2 separate regions of the Rattus norvegicus genome follow, and region 1 is linked to region 2. A link is a contact called in public Hi-C data. All regions are on one chromosome and are shown on one strand. The core of a region is the stretch at or near the end of the contact, and the rest is flanking DNA. Distances in the headings are between cores, read along the strand shown.

What was found. Hi-C and Micro-C count contacts between places; a contact is called where the count stands out from the background.
Region 1: a Hi-C map of Schwann cells shows a contact between it and region 2, with 6 times the contacts expected there. The contact joins the promoter of Hic1 here to the promoter of Srr in region 2. A contact is called at or near these places in 6 of 12 Hi-C or Micro-C datasets (Schwann cells, frontal cortex, kidney and 3 more).

What each region holds. Positions count from the first base shown.
Region 1 is chr10:60,515,110-60,520,154 of GRCr8, forward strand. Hic1 (HIC ZBTB transcriptional repressor 1) reads right to left here and starts at 2,336. Exons shown (of 2, transcript NM_001422893.1): 1 at 2,195-2,336; 2 at 1-738. The coding sequence starts at 718.
Region 2 is chr10:60,283,009-60,288,534 of GRCr8, forward strand. Srr (serine racemase) reads right to left here and starts at 2,001. Exons shown (of 9, transcript NM_198757.2): 1 at 1,910-2,001. Smg6 (SMG6 nonsense mediated mRNA decay factor) reads left to right here and starts at 1,620. Exons shown (of 19, transcript NM_001105808.1): 1 at 1,620-2,288; 2 at 5,177-5,526. The coding sequence starts at 2,039.

The DNA.
Region 1 (5,045 bases), core at 1,086-3,585, 230 kb after region 2:
GCGGTCGCTCGGGGACCGAGGAACCTGGCGGGCTCTTCTTGGACAGATCCAGGCCGCAAAGCGGGGAGCAGCGACGCTCCGGGGCGCAGAGTGAGGCTGCTGGGCCCGGGCCCGAAGCATAGAGCTCGGCGCAGTGGGTGTTGACCGCTGCCTCGGGGCCCGACGGCGGCTCGGCGGCAGGCGGCGGCGGCGGCCCGGCCGGGGACGAGTAGCAAGCCTGGATGACGGGCGTGGCAGCCCTCAAGCCCCTGCCGGGCCGCCCGTAAGGCGCGTAGCCGCCGCCGCCGCTGCCTCCTCCCCGCAGGTGGCAGTACTTGCCATGCCGTTTGAGGCGCTTCTTGCACAGAGCCACGAGGTCAGGGATCTGCAGGTAACTGGCAGCAGCCAGCACAGCGCCCAGGCTCGGCTCGGCGCCCGGGGCCACCGCCGCCGCTGCTGCGGCCTCAACACTGTCAGTAAGGCGGCCGGTGTAGATGAAGTCCAGCACCAGGCGGAACACGGCCGGGCTCACCATGTCATGGTCCAGGTTTAGCAGGTTGTCATGCACCACCAGGGACTTGAGGTAGGCGCTGCTGGCTGCCAGCACGTTCTTGTGAGCGCGGAAGAGGGCGTTCTGCACCACGATGATCACGTCGCACAAGAAGCCCTTGGTGCGCTGGTTGTTGAGCTGCAGCAGTAGCTGCCTCGAATGGCCAGGCGCCTCCATCGCGTCCAGCATCGTCTGCCCAGCACACTCTCCTGCGGGAGACACACACCAGCTGGGTCAGAGCTACGCAGTACAGTGCCCCTGCCTCTTGAACCCAACCCAGTCTGTTCCCCTCCGCTTCCCCTTCCCCTCAGCTGAGCAGGGGCATGGAGCACCTCGGCCTGAACAGCAGCCGAGGAGGATCAGCGGCCTCCGGGAGTGGCAGCCTAGGCCCGCTGGCCCTAGACAGAAGGAGCAGGAAGATCAAGGCTGTGGATGGAGAGGAGGCCAGGTTAGCCTATTTGTCCCAGACCCAGATGCTCCTGGGCACTGGAGCTGGGTGCTGGGAACTTCCAGGGAGAAATCTGTTAGGGCGAAATGACCCTTTCGGAGACTATTACCCGATTTAAGTAAAATGTCCGCTTCAGGAAAAGTCATTCAGGGCCGAAAAGTTTGCCCAAGTGGGGAGAAAAGGAGCCGATTTAGAAGCGCCTCCCGCCTCGAGAGAAGTTGCCCCGGTTAGGGGAAGTGATAAGGAAGACAGGAGCACGATGCCCATCCAGGCGCCGCCCTGGCCGGGGGCTGTCAGGCCTTCGTTTGGGCCCGCCGCCCCGGCACGGGGAGCGGAGACAGTGGCTGCGGTGGCGGGCAGAGCGCGAAGGCCGGGCCCCGGCGCGGGGAGGGCGTTATATCGGGGCAGGAGGCTGAGGCAGGAAGCAGGTGGGGGGGAGGGGGGAGCCACGCAGCTCCCAGGGGAGGGAGGGGGCAGCGCCCCGGGCGGGCACGGCGCACAGCCGGCTGCGGCCCTGACCCTGGCCTGCGCCCCACCCGCGTTCTGGACCCAGCCCGGGCCTCGGCTCTACATCTCTTCCCCAGCTCCCCTCCGCCCCGTCTCCCCCGAAACACTGCCGCCCCAAACTTGGGGAAAACTTTCCCAACTTCAGAAAGGGCGGGAGGAGCGCGCCGGCCCCAGCCCCTCTCCCCGGCCCCCAGTTTCTCCTCTGGGCCCCCAATTTCAGCAGCCTGGTGGCCGCGGGGACCCACACCAAACCTAAAGCCGCCCTGCCCTCCGGCGAGCACGCCCGCCCCTGTTCCCCGCCTGGCCCGCAGGGCCTCGCCGGCCCGTTACCTGCGGCGGCAGCCCAGCCCGGCTTCCCTCCCTGAGGCGGTGGCAGCTCCTAGCCTGCGCCCCACCCGCCCCGCTGCCAGGCGCCGAGCTGTGCCAGGGCAGCGCCCCTGCCAGCCCCGCCCGCCGGCTCCCCTTGCCTTCCCCTCTCCTCCCCAGCCCATGTGCGGGCAGAGCCGGCCCCGGGCCGCTGACCCCGCCGTGAACCCGGCGCCGAGCAGCAGTCGGGCCATCCCGAGTCCTCTAGGGAAGACACTTAGAGCCCCAAGCGCCAGCCGCGACTGGGGCGCCCACGCCTGAGGATGCTCCTGAGGCGGCCGGCGCGCGAGGACCGGACTGTCCCGGGTCCCTGGCCCTTCCCTGTCGCCAACTCCAGGACCCACCTGGGGGGCATGTCGGAAGCCCCGGGCCCGGCTGCCGGCGGATCCAGGGGGGGACGTGGCTGCAGTGCGCTGCCCTCCGCCCGCCGGGCCCCCGGTCGGTCTGTCTTGCCGGTCCGTCCTCCCCGCGTCCTGATCGCGTCTCAGCCCCTCCGCGCTTTTCGCACACTCTTATCTGGAGCGGCCCGAACCGGCAGACGCTGCTGCGGCCATGGCGCCACCTCGCGGCCGCGCGGGGCTGTGTACGGCTGGGCTGCGACCTCTGGCGCACACCTGGGCTGGAGGCTTGCAGATGCGGAGCTGAGCTGGAGATCTTGAAGGTTCGCGCGCTTCCAGATGTGCCCACCTGGAGACCCAGATATCGATCGGACCTGGGAGTCCCGTAAACCTTGGGGTTTTGTGCTGAGTGCTTCCGAGTACATATTTAAAAGTAATATTGCACCAATTCGGAAAAGGTTCTGTCTTCAAATGGGGAACTCAAGCCAGGGCTGGTGGCGCACTCTTGTAATCATCTTAGCATTCACTCGGGAGTTGGAAGCAAGAGGACCAGGAGTTCAAGGTCAGCCTCTACTACATGAGGCCCTATCTTTAAAAGGGGGATCGGGTTGGAACACTACTGACAGTATGTTGTGAGAGGGCGATTTTAGAAATCTTACGTGAGTTGAAGGTAAATAAGTTCGGAGCCGGACGAGGGTGGCTTTTATTAGGCATTTCTGAGCACCATTATTCACTTGAACTCACTGGGGAGAAAAATTCCAACTCTCCCCCAGACACATGTTATCAGTATGCATATCATAAACCGTCCACATTCAAACACTGTCCCAGCAGTGACACTCGAGGGTGCGCATGTTTACACAGGCAGTCCGCCCCTCTCCCGGAGTCCCAATGTCTTGGGCTTCTGAAGAGGCTAGTATGTGAAACAGGGAAGAGGACCTACCAAAGAGCCCTCCCCGAACTTGCCGGTCTCCAGAAGGACCCTAGAACCCTCCACTGGACGTAGCTGGACAAAGCCCCCTTGGGACATGCCTCTCAACTCCCCCACCCCCCATCTAAACAGTTTTGAGGGATCCTAAACTGTTCCAATACACCATTCGAGAGATATCACGAGAACCGGCGGCTTGAGACCCCCCTCAAAAAAAAAAATCCTATACGCCACATGAAGGAGGGCTCAATTCATGTTGGCGACGCCTCTTCTAGGAGGGAGGGGACCGTGCACCAGCTCTTGGGTGCTCACCGGAAATGTCCCTGCATAGCGGGGCGGAGGCACAAGCACCGTTACAGGCACCGCGCCTCCGTGGCCCACGCTCCGCCTCTTCCCCGCACCTCCTGACCCCCGCCCACACCACAGGGGGGGTCCCCCCAAACCGCCCACAGCTTCTTATTGGCTGTGCCTTCCTCCGTGGCCAAGCCGGAGAGGCTGGGGTGCAGAGTTACTATGGTAACCAATGAGGTTCCGGGGATCTCATCTCTCAGAGGCCTTGGAGAGCTTAGCAACCGCGCGGAGCTCAGGGCGGGTGGGGGCTGCGCTTGCCGCTCCCCACGCTGTCCTCGAGCCCCCACTCCCCCGCTTGAGGTAGTGGCTGAGTCACTCGCCCGGAGCCCGCCGGCCTGGCCTCTAGCTGTACCAGTGAGACACCAAGGTCTTGGGCGCCCCCTAGAGGCTGCGTTTCTTTGGCCGGGGACTTTAGCGCCAGGCCTAGGCTTCTGGTTCGAAGAGTCCTCAAGACTCACCAGGCTTTCGCGGCGGTGTGCTCCGGCTCCATCTAATCCACTTACTACGTTGTGTCTCCGAACAGTGTCCATACAAGACAAACACTGCAGTCCCACAGTGGGCTCCGCAATTTCTGAGCTCTGGGAGAACTGAACAGGGTCTCTGTCGACGGATATGCCTTGGGTCTGAAGCGGAAGTGTAATGGGGTGTTGGGGATAAGAAGGCTCCCCAGAAGTGCTCTTAGGGATGAGTTTTGACAATTATGAGTTCTCCCACCAAATCAGAGGCCAAATCCCAAACGGCAAACAAGGGTGTCTCTGATGTTGTCTCTTTTAAATCTTTTCTCCTTTTAATGGGATTAGATCATGTGAGTCTGGAGAGAAGTCTCTGTATGTCTTTTACACAATGAAGTTTATCCACTGGTTCACCCATACGAGGTCGGCTGGGTCTCAGTTCCTGCTTATTTCATCCCTCTCCATCGACTCAAGTCCTTCTTGCGATGTTATGGGACCAACCACGAATGGGAACAACCCAAGTTTCTCCTCCGTGTACTCCCCTCTCCTCTCCTCTCCTCCTCCACGCCCCCCATCACCGCAGTCTGAGGTCTATGTAGCCTCGTAGCCTTGAACTCACAGATCTGTCTACCTCCCACGTGCTAGGATGCACGCCACCATGCCCCTCCTTTTAACTCGGCTTTCCCCTTCTTCCTGAGCTCCTCTGGTCATCCTGGTGCAGCTTTCTCCTCTCCGCGAACGCATGACGCCCCCATTTAGAGCCTGAAGATAGAATCGGACTGTTCTAGAGAACCTGCTTCACATCATAGGAGCCCTTTAGTCAATTCTGATTCCTCTAGAAAGGGGTACCCTGCCGCCGTCACCACCACCACCACCACCACCACCACCTCCACCTCCACCCCCCGCCAAGTTGTTGAGCCCCTTAGTCTCCTTCCCTCTCTCACAGGTTCTGCCTATGCAGTCCTCCTATGCTGACGTGGCCCCTCAGCGCTGTGCTGGGCACTGCCAAGTTGTGCTCTCCAGCATTTGGCAGGCTAGCCCTTCCTTTCGTGGATACCCCAGACATATATTTCCCAAACTCTTACAGAGGATCTTCTGCTCATTTCTTTCTTTCTTTTTTTTTTTTTCT
Region 2 (5,526 bases), core at 751-3,250:
AAAAATGACACAAACTGGAAAATAAATAAAGTTGAAGCTAGGAATACAACTCAATCAATAGGGTGCTTGTCCAGCACGTTCAATCTCAGGATTCAATCCCCACAAAACTTCAACCAGCACATCAGTATGGATAGATCCACATCTGTAATCCCATCATTTAGGAGATGGAAGCAAAAGTGTTACAAGTTCAAAGTTATCCTTGGCTACATAATGACTTCCAAACCAGCCTGGATACAACAGATCTTAGCCCAACAAAAGAAAACAAAAGAAAACAACTTCTCAAATCAATGTCTTCAACTGAAAAGTAGATTACTTGCCCCCTTCCTACCAGCATTGACCTCCAAGTGGATATGTAACCAAGGAAACCTTGAAAATCCTTGCCCTTATAGTTTGCAAATGCTGTGATTACAGGCCTCTGCCACCAGACCAACCCAGTGTATGTGGTGCTGGGTTGTATGTGGTGTCACGTAATCCACTGGAACATAGCGGAAGATGACCTTAAACTCTTGATTCCTGATCTTCTGGCTTCCATTTCCCAAGTGTTGCCTGCACCTCTTGTATGTGCAGCTAGGCTAGCTGGGAACTCTTGTATCTTCTTGCCTTAGCACCCAGAGTCATGGGGTTAGAGATGTTCCTTCCATACTCAAGTTAGGGTTAAAAAAATTCCTGTTACTGTTTTTAGACAGGTCTTACTATGTAGCTCCAGCTGGCCTGAAACTCGATATATAGACCAGGCTGGCTTTGAACTCACAGAGATCCTCCTGTCTGTGTATCTGACACTAGCCTTAGGCATGTACCACCATGTTTGGCTTATGTTTTGGAGACAGAGTCTACTCATGTACTTTGGTTTGGCCTTAAAATCAATGGTGGATCACAGCCATAAAAGTTTGATCTTCCTCCCAAAGGCTGGAATTACAGCATGTGCTATCAAGCCAGGAGCTCAAAGCAGTTTTTATATTTCCTATTTCTCTCAAATCTTTGACAAAGGCTGCCATTTGTTTTGGCCACTCTAGTTAAACCCATTCATTTGAACTGTTGGACTATTTCCCAGTCATTGTCTTTCTCTTTTGATGGTGAAATATTTGTCACATAACAGGAACTGAACTGGTTACTACTTTTTGAGGGTCTAAAGGTCCAATGAACTGTGTGAGACAGGGAAGGGGTAATAACTGGAGAAAGGCAGTGTTTGAATAGGAAGTCTCTCCACCCCAACGTTTTTAATAGGTGTTGGGGGTCAGTGAGGTTAAGTACCAATCTTCTAGGCTAATTAACTTTCTGTTTGCTTTTTTTGGGACAAGGTCTTCTAATACGTTGCCTTGATTAGCCTCAAATGTGCTATGTTGTCCAGGGTAGCCTTGAATTTGCAATCCTCCTACCTCAGCCTTTTAAGAACTGGGAATATGGGAATGAGCTACCGCTACCAGCGTCGGTGAGAATTTAAAAGATGGGGGTTCTAAAAAAGTAATTAAAAAAATTCTCAGCGCTAACAAAATTTCCCGGTCGAACAATTTCTTTCTGTTTTACCTCCACACAACCCCCTCCAGCAAATCTCAGGGATGAGATTTGTCCTAGACTTTGATACCTGATGAGCTTTTCCATGGACTTTGATACTCTGGTACAACCAAACGTTACATGGAGCAGTTTACTTCCACTCTCTGAGATTCAGTTTATCAGAAATGAGAATAATAACTACTATTAAAAAGATCTTTATGCTGCACAATCCAGGCCTACGGTAAGGAGACTTTGGCCTAAAATGATTGGAGAAGGCCGGGATTGTATGATGTCTCCGTCAACCCGAGCCCCAGATCAAAAGCAGTGTCCTCGGTGGTAATCGCAGCAATACTGTCACCCCTAGACCCGAATGCCCACCTGACCTGGGCGAGTCACACCTGGCCGCGCCTCACCTCACCTCCTGAGAGCTGCACCTCCACCTCCAAGCCTCGGCGTACCTTCCCAGCGTTACACCTCTGCGCACGCGCACATGTCGTCTCCGCCACCAGCTCGCTTGCTCTGGCAAGGGCCTAGTTGAACGTGCTGAATGCTTTTGCTCCCAGTGCGGCCACCGTCGTTTGGGGAGGGCAGGCAGGAGGGGGCGGGGAAAAGGGTGGGAGTGGGTGAGCGCGCGCCGCCCGTCCGTCGTGGTTTCCTGGCTGCGCGCGGCGGTGGTGGAGTCGCCGCAGCTGTAGCAGCCGCCGCGAAGATGGCGGAGGGGTTGGAGCGTGTGCGGATCTCCGCGTCGGAACTGCGAGGGATCCTGGCCACTCTGGCTCCGCAGGCCGGGAGCAGAGGTGAGTTGCGCCGCCCAGCTGCTGGGCTGGGCCTGCCCGCCCCGCCTCCCTCTCCTCTGCCACCTCCCCGCCCTGTCCCCGGCTCTCGGAGCCCCCGCCCCTTCCCCAACAGTGCGCCCCGGAGGCTGCGAGACTAGTCCTCTTGGGCCTTTGGGGCAGAGCGAGAGTTTCAGCCCCCGCCCTCTTGCTCAGCGCGGTGCCTTGGTGCTTCTCCTGTGCCCTAACCCTCTCAAGCCAGTCCCTGAATTCCAGTCCTGAGGAGACACTAAGTAGCTTGGGTGCTAGGGTCCGGTAGAGGCCCCGAGACGTATTGTTCCCAAAAGAATCATCTGTGTACCTTTCCGTAGTCCTCCGTTCTGCGTCGGAGAGGAGGAGCTGGGGAAATTGAGGAGAAAGGCTTAACAGGCTAGGACTTCCCTTGCTCAACTTACCTCCCCCCCCCCCCCCCCAAGGCTGGCTTCCAATGCTACGCCACTGGAGGGCTCCGGGACCTCGAGAGCTGACTGTTTTGTTTTGGTCTTGGCGTGTATGGGAGCAGTTGTGATCAGAGAGAATGTTTAATTTGCCAGTCTCCATTCGCATCAGAAAAGCGCGAGAAATATTTTAGTGTCTCGCCTCCCCTTCATTAGTCAGTGTTTTTTATTTAGGATGACAGTTACAGTAGATAGCTTCTCTAGGATTGTGGCTAGAATTTGTGAGGTTGGTTTTCATTGGCCGACTGAATTGGATTAACCAGACTGTTTTCTCTCACTGCTCTGGAAAATAGTAGTCACCATCTCTCCTGGCTCCGCCCCCAAAACTAAGTTTAAAAGTTTACTCAGGGTGCTGAGGTTAAACGGCTTTTCTTGGTTCGCATTTGGTGGAGAAGCTAAACTTTTGCCAAGGCAGCAGTATCTTTTATTTTTGTGTTCATTTTTCTTTTGAGACAGAGTTTCACCTTGTATTCAAGATTGGCCTTGAATTTTACTGTGTAACCCAGCCTGGCCTTGAGTTTGTATACTTTTCCTGTCTCAGCCTTCTGAGTGCTGGAATTCTTTTTTTTTTTTTTTTTTTTTTTTTTGGTTCTTTTTTTTCCGGAGCTGGGGACCGAACCCAGGGCCTTGCGCTCGCTAGGAAAGCACTCTACCGCTGAGCTAAATCCCCAACCCCGAGTGCTGGAATTCTATTCATGTGCCACCATACCCAACTTTCAAATCAGAAATCTAAAATTTTAGTTTCCTCATCCTCCCCCCCCAAAAAGTGGCCAAATACTTGGCTATTAGCTTGTTCGCATTTGTATTTACTTTATAATTCTGTACTAAGATTTTATATAACTTGAGTACTGGATAATATTCTTACCAGTTCCTGTCACTTATTAACTGTAAGCAACATATACTTCCAAAAAAAAAAAAAAAATAGCTGTTTACCACACAGTGGAGCTTGGAGAGTGTTTTAAAAAATCCTCTACTCTTCTTCTTTTTCCTTTGTGTTTGAAACAGGATCCCATATAGCCAAGTAAGCCTCAAACTCTGTAGCCTTGAACCCTTGACCTTGCTGTCACTTCCCAAGTGCTAGGATTTGTAGGCATGGATTTGACTGGGCTTTAATATTTTTGAGTCCTTTGGTCCTTTGAGAGCATGTCACAATTCATCCTTTGGTGCCTAGGAAAGGCTCCTCTAGTGGAACTTTCTTTTTTCTCATATTCTATCATCATCATAGTAGCAGTTAGTCTCAGTATTCTAATGATATAGTCTAGGCAGCTTTTCTTGAAATGATTCTGCTGGTTGTTGTTAAAGAGTTGGTGAGGATGAATGGAGTTGAAGATTGTAAAAGGAATTGCTTACTGTTTATGTCAGTGGAAGGTATGTGACTGGAGTGTTGGTATCTTAAAGTGTAGATTTGTTTTGATCAAGTTCACACACTGAAGTTGCAGTTATTTTCCCAGAGATCTCTAGGACTGAGGCTTGCTATGCATACCACTCTAATATGTGTGTGTATGTGTAAATATATGTTTACATATATAATATAGTAAGTCAATAATAATGTAATATCTGATACATATATACCAGTATATATATTTATGCAATGCTGGGGATTGCTCCTAGTAGTCTCCTATATGTGAGGCAAATACTATTTCACTGGGCTACATTCTCTTCTTCATCCTAATACGGTAAAGGAATTTAGCCACCTAGAAAAATATTATAAACAGGAGCAAATGCTAACCAGGTATGATATACACTCCTTCAATCCAGAACTTGAATGGCTGAGGCAGGAGGACTGTGAATTTGAGGTCATTCTGAGATACATGTGGTGAGAACCTGATGGAAGGAAAGAAGGAAAGAAAGAAAGAGAAAGAGGGTCTCACTGGTTAAAAGTACTGACTACTCTTTCAGAGGTCCTGAATTCAATTCCCAGAAACCACATGATGCCTCACAACCATCTGTAATGGGATCTGATGGTGTGTCTGAAGACAGCAACATTGTACTCACATATATAAAGTAGAAAAGAAAGAAGGGTTTGACTTACAGGCAATAATTTAATGGCCGAATATATTAGAGATCTTTGATTCTGAAATAGTGAAGTAGTTTGGGGTCTTTGAGATCTGAGTAGGAATATGACTTGGGTAAATCAAGAGAATACAATCCCCCTCTATTTCTATAGCTCAAGCATGTGTAACTCTAATGCAGTTAAATTCTTAGCCTCACTGCCTACTAAACAATATAACTCCAAATTTCTGCTTTTGTAGAAACATTCTTTCCTGACTACCAGTATTACCAGTTGGATTTGTAATTCTTGCTCATTTTTGTGGTGGTGGTGGTGGTTGTTATATAACTAGAATGACAACTTTCCCTCCCTCTCTTCTCTATTATTCTTTTCCTTTGTGTTGTTTCCTCTTATCAACATAATAGAAAACATGAAGGAACTAAAGGAACCCAGGCAGCGCAAAGATAACAGGCGCCCAGATTTGGAAATCTACAAGCCTGGGCTTTCTCGACTGAGAAACAGACCTAAAACCAAGGAGGCTTCTGGGAATGAGGAATTCAAAGATGAGATTGTGAATGACAGAGATGCTTCTGCTGTTGGGAATGATACACAACTTATTAAAGTTTGCAAGGAATTGGACAGCCAACAGCAAAATGGCCCTATAGATGCAGAAAATAGTCAGGCACAGGAGACTTTCTCAAAGACTGTTGGACTAGAGGACCGAAGTCTAAAAATCATCAAGAGAATCAAGAAACCAGACCTGCAGATCTACCAG